Linked DNA regions of Anas platyrhynchos: region 2 is linked to region 1. The links are chromatin contacts, called in public Hi-C maps. All regions are on one chromosome and are shown on one strand. Each heading gives the region's core, a stretch centred on a gene start, on an enhancer-like site or on the middle of the called end of the contact. The rest is flanking DNA. Distances are from core to core; before and after follow the strand shown.

Region 1 (3,002 bases), core at 437-2,936:
GTAAGCAACCAGATCAGTCAAAACAACATTGGAATCAAAGGTGAGAGTAACCTATCAATTCCCCCAGAATGTTTGCAGGACCTATTTTGCAGGTTGGCTGTCTTACAGGACATTATCTCCCACAGGGAATCTTCCAAACTGTCCTTCAGTGAACTTCAACTACACGAGTAATTACAATGGAAAAGAAAAATGCCTGAAATTCCTAGTACAAGCTTTTATAAAACATACTTTCACCTATGTGCCTAAACAGGCACATAAACAATAATTATGATTATGCACAGGGTTGAGCTGCTTGTTTCCATATTTAAGATTTGACTTTAAACCTGGCTCTACCTCATCTCCTCTTAGAAATACACATTTTGAACCATTCAGTTCATAGCATGCCTTGGATTTGATAAATTTTACTACTTTATATTTTCCAGACTGGGTGTTCACTTCGGGAGGTTGGTTTCAGATGAACATGCTGTCTTGAACATGCAGTGTTGCAGAACCTTAGGGAAATCCAACATTATTTTGGAGCAGAAGGATGGACAGTAGGTGACCTAATGATGAAGGGGCTTTTTATCAAACACTGGGACTTGAATCCCTGTTGTCTTTGAAATTTTCTGGCACTATCACAATAAAGATAGCATCTTTTGCATTTTTTTCAATGTCTGACAATTTATATTTTGGTTGAGAAGTGTTAATACAGTATTATCAAACGTAGCCAACGAGTTCGCTTATGCCATTTTTATTGATTTTGTGAAAATGTGTTATTCTGTAATGAAATGGAGGAAAGGAATAGCTTCAGTCTTTGGAGGTCACTAGCAATTCAATGTGAACTCCATTTTTTGATCACTAAGTTTAACTTTGTCAGCACCTGAGTACAGATTTCAAGTAGGTTAATATTAAAAGACTTCCAGATTTCTGATTTTATTTATTTTTTTTTCTAACCAGGTTAAACTTAACTTTTCAGTCTTTGGAGTGCCTCTGTGTGGTGGTTTTACTCAGGTGGGCAGCCAAGCTCCACCACAACCGCTCTCTCACTCCCCCTCTCCTCAGAAGGAGGGGGAGAAAATACAACACAGAGAACTCGAGGTTTGAGATGAGAAAGGTTTAATTAAAGGGAAAGGGAATGGGAAGGAGAAACAGATACAAAAGAAACAATCAGTCCGCGCGGAAGCACAGAGAGAGAGAAAAAAATTATTCTCTACTTCCCATCAGCGAGCGGTGTTCGGCCACGTCCTGGGAAGCAGGGCCTCAAACGCGTAGTGGTTGTTCAGGAGGAACAGCCCCCTCCCCCACGAGAGCCCCCCCTTTTATTGCTGAGTGTGACATCAGGTGTTATGGAATATCCCTTTGGTTGGTTTAGGTCAGCTGCCCCGGCAATGTCCCCTCCCCATCACTTGCCCACCCCCAGCCTGCTGGCTCTTGGGGGCTTAGGAGTCCTGATGCTGTGCCAGCACTACGCAGCAATAGACACAACACTGGAGTGATATCAGTGCTGTTCCAGCTACGAGTGCAGAGCACAGCACTGTGCGGGCTGCTGCAGGGAAAAGGTGACTCCAGCTCAGACAGACCCAACACACTCTGATAACTGAAGTCATCCAACTAATTATTTGAGGAGGGAAAAATCTGTTACATCTCAACTGTAAATATCAAGATACCCTGTGGAAAATTCCAGTTGAAAAAATAAATGCTGAGTCCCTGTTGTAATTTTTTATTGATAATAAGAGTAATATTCTGCTCTTTATCATAAGTCTGAGGGGTGACTTTTCTAGTAAGCTTGTAGTGTAATAGTTGAATGTGTTTGTCTTTGAGGGCCCTCTGAGCACATACAATGTAGCGGTTTGATCATGTGTCTGAAAGGTACTTCAAATAAACTGTAAGGGTGAGATCAATTACTCCAATAATTAAACAAAAAGGGTAAAGCAAACATTTATTAAATTGCATGATAGGCTGTTGTTTCTCCTGACAAAACACTAACTTAGTCAACGACTCTCCCAACACTTCTGTGTTCAAACCTTTCCAGTTTTGATCTTGAAATTTGTGGAGCTGTGAATTTCAAAGAAATAACTCTCATTCAAAAAAACAACACCAAACATTTAATCTGATTGTATAACATGTCCTTACCTAGGGTCAGACTGAATTCTGAAATTGCAAGAGGAATGAGTACTGATAGACACCTTCCTTCTGAGACCAAACAGTCCAGTGTTTCCCCTCTGAAAACCCAGTACTGATCAGCACTGTGATCTGGATGAAAATATGCAAGTATAGCTGATTAAGACATTGTTGCCTCCAACTTTGGAAGTCCACATGAGAGAAGGAACTAGTCTCTGCTAGTGAAGTCTCAGAGTCAGTTAAACATTGAGCCCCATCCTACTATGAACACCAGTATTTGAGTCTTCAGAGAGTATCTTTGCTGTTTGGTAAAGTGGCTATTAGAAATTTTAACCTGAAAGTCTGCAAGATGCAGCCTAGCATTCGGCTTCTTCAGGCTTCAGTTTGGCAGATCTTCCTCAAAGTGTTTGACATTGGTCTCCCTTGGCTGATAAAGATACAACCTACTGATTTCACTATACACCTAAATTAAGTATTTAGGACTGAATATGTAATAGACCAATGGGGAAAAAAAAAAAAAAAAAAAAAAAAAGGAAAAAAAGAGCAGAAGCAAATGGTGCTGCACGTATGTGAAACTGTGAAACTATTAGTGATTGTAACACTATTTGCCCTATTACTTCCTCTGAATAATAGATGGGTAAAAAACAGGTTATATCATCTGATCTTTTCAGCTACTCTTCTGTAATTGTCAGGAAATTTCTCTTCCCAGGGTCAGTTTCACAAACGTGCAATTTAAGAGGGGCATGGTCAGATTGCTTGGACTGTTGTTACTGTTACATGGAAGTGATGGCTGAGAGCTTATGTATGTCTCAAGACCATAAGAGCATGCATCATTTGGGGGACGGGATTGGAAGGTCATACCTTTTGCATCTAGAACATTGTGTAAAAGAGCCCTGCTAAAA
Region 2 (3,031 bases), core at 472-2,971, 270 kb after region 1:
TCTCCAAGCTGTCCAGATGTGCTGATATCATCCAGCAGGCCTTGCATAACTTCCTCTTGGAAAAAAAAAAAAAAAAGTAAAAAAAAAAAGTGCCGCAGTAGCAGTTCTTATGGAATTTTATTATTTTAAAAAGAACCTCTGAAACACTCAAAACCAAACTAACAGCTGTTCAGAGACCAGTTGTTTTCCCTGAATTCATTGAGTTTCTGTGTGAGCATGGACGTTTGGGATATAAATATGAACAATTCTAAAACCAATGCTCAGAAAACATCCATGCCAGAAACAATATTCTGATGAAGCTGAAAAGTGAATTTAGCTTTTAGGTCCCTGTTATCTCTTCCCTCTGGACAGGAGGGAAAGGATCACTGGTTTATTGCTCTGCTACTAATGGCACTAAATAGCTTTAGATGTAACATAAGGAAATCTTTTGTGTTAGATTTAAGGCCACATTATGAGCCCTAAAGCCAGAACTTGCATTAAAGAACCACAGTGCTATATTCTCTCCTGTGCTTCCTGCCTGGCCTCTGCAGAGTTCACTGTGTTTCTGCTGGCTTATACCAATACAGAAAAAAGGGAAAACACTGCCACTATAGGGACAAATGCAGGGCTTTGGCAGGCATCTATACAGTGCAGAATGACCTTCCTTGACAGAAACTAAGGATCATAATGAAATTATCATGCAGCAGATTTGAAATGAGCTAAATGATATTTCTTTAATACCAAATACAAATTAACCATAGAAACTTGCCATGAGATGCTGTGAACACTAAAGGCTGATCTGTATTCAAAGAACTAGATAATGTCTAAGAATAGGAACATGTGGAGGGCCGCCCCATGACACCCTTCCTGAAACAAGGAATATGGGTGAGAATGGGATGCACAAGGGATCTGAATGGATACACACAGGGTTGCAGTGTAGACCTTGAACCCGGGAGAGGGTGAGCAAGATGAGCCAACCTTCCTGGGCAGGAATGGGCCCCAAATCTCACATGTCTTCTGGCTCTTGAGTTTCCCGACTGCTGGTTGACACAAACACTTTGGGATGCCCCTGGGCTACCTCTATGGCATCTCAGCTCTTTTTGTTTTGTTTTGTTCTGTTTTTGTTTGTTTGTTATCTAACTTCAATGGATAACCTTCAAAGATTTGCCAGACTTTCTCTTTTGTTTTGTTTTGGTTTTAATACAAATTGCTCAGGATGGCAGGATTTACCTTATTTAATTTAACTGTGTTACAAGAGACTGTATTACAATTTTTCATACATAGATATCCTCAAGAATTATTCATTCAGGCTATTTCACCTCCTGCCTGGAAGCAGAAGAAAACATCTTACCTTAGGACCTCCTGGTGCATATTTTTCCATCTTTTATTTATTCTTATTTTGCTATTAGACAAATCACTGGGCAGCATGACAAATGTGGAGAGGCTGTTTCCCTCACACTGTACATCTGGATGTAAATCCTTTCCCTATGTATCACACTTTCATTAAGCCCGAACCTTAGCTTTACAGCAGATCTGCAGTATAATTGCCATGGATCTGTACCTTCTTTCTTCACAGGTTTGCCATGGAGTGTGAGAACTGGCTATTGCCTCTGCTCACATAGAAAGCGACTGTGTGAAAGCTTAATCTGTTCAGAAATGATGACCCTGGCAGCGATGTATTTATAGAAAGAAACTGCACAAACTTTCTGAGCTGTGCAGGGAAATATCTATGCCTTTTCAAGTCTGGCAGAGATGTCCTTGTAGAGGGGTGTGGGATGAGCTACGGAGATAACACTGCTCCTCATACAGCAATTGTGAGAGAGGGACAGAAAGGACTTCTGCAATTTAATTGTGTTTAAGCCATCTTGCCTGAGACAAAAACTTAAGTATATGCTTAACTTTAAAGGTGATGTTAATGCCCAAGAACCTCAGGTAAGCATAAGCCTTGTAATAATTTAATCAAGATGTTGCACAATTTTCAGAGTAGTCCCTGCTTTTCCTCCAGACATGGGTTTGAAGATGAACTGCAGGAGAAAGCGTATCAATCAGTCTGTGTAAAGACCTAAGCCCAGAAGGATAAATATGGACTAATTGTTCCTCGCCTGCAGCAGTGTAAAATGGTTTTAAAGAGCCCCCTTGTTTCAGGCACTGATGAAAGAGGAAGCCCGTCAGACAACGGGATCTGGCTGGAGACAGGCTGTGTTACCCGTCTTTGGGAGGGAACACTGGCTTAAGCTGACTGAACCTCCCTATGGACATGCAATTAGGTGGGTTGCTTCCTTCAGAGGCTCAAAATGGCGAGAGCTGAAACAGGGCCTGTTACAGGCATGCTCGCACAGCATTTAGTGGCCATTCTTGTGATGGGTTCTTTAGGAGGTTCTGCATCTCCCCCACACCGTGTCCTTCAGGTATTTTATCTTAGTTGTGTGACCATCTCCACAGCCATCTCCTCCCCAGGGCCCTCTCCAGTTCTGTCCTCTTCCTTCTCGTCCCATCCATACCCCCACTATATCTGACTTCAGTTAACAGCTGTGTTTTTATTTTTTTTTCTTTAGGTTTATTTTCTTCTCCTTTTAGAATTGCATAATGCTTTGGGTCTGCAGGCTGTGGTGAGGGATGAAGTAGTTAAAACAAGGGTAAAGAAGCTGGAGATGCTCCTCATTATTTATCATAAAAGAGCAAGTTTGGGTTTAGTCCTGAAAATCTTCCAAATCTCAAGCCTAGAACCTGCATCAAGCAGAAACTTGTTTCTTGTCTGCTCTGAGTGAAGCTATGTGTAGTGCTAGGTACAGCCCAGTGGGAGGAAGGAGCCAGGCCAGCCAGCAAGTTACCAGTCCCACCAGAAAAGCTGCTGGAGAAAAAACGACAAAAGGCAATTTGGTGATACTGGGAGTCAGGGGGAGGAGAAGGAATTGGTTATTTCAGAAGGATTAAAAGGTCAAAGGCCTCAACGTGGAGAAGTCAGCCCCAAACCACCTCAAGCTGTTAGCATGGGATCAGCTGAAAAACAAATCCAAGGGCTAATTCTTTAGCATGCTATGAAAGCAGTGTG

Evidence for each region. Hi-C and Micro-C count contacts between places; a contact is called where the count stands out from the background.
Region 2: a Hi-C map of skeletal muscle shows a contact between it and region 1, with 4 times the contacts expected there. The contact joins two enhancer-like sites. A contact is called at or near these places in 2 of 8 Hi-C or Micro-C datasets (skeletal muscle and subcutaneous adipose tissue).

Annotation. Positions count from the first base shown.
Region 1 is chr2:94,573,100-94,576,101 of IASCAAS_PekinDuck_T2T, forward strand. No RefSeq gene overlaps it. Among named protein-coding and RNA genes, the nearest start is that of ADTRP, 69 kb to the right of the region's middle. Within about 2 kb of position 1,687, at least 3 of the 8 cell types and tissues checked have an H3K27ac peak or open chromatin away from gene starts, as enhancers often do.
Region 2 is chr2:94,844,655-94,847,685 of IASCAAS_PekinDuck_T2T, forward strand. No RefSeq gene overlaps it. Among named protein-coding and RNA genes, the nearest start is that of EDN1, 14 kb to the right of the region's middle. Within about 2 kb of position 1,722, at least 4 of the 8 cell types and tissues checked have an H3K27ac peak or open chromatin away from gene starts, as enhancers often do.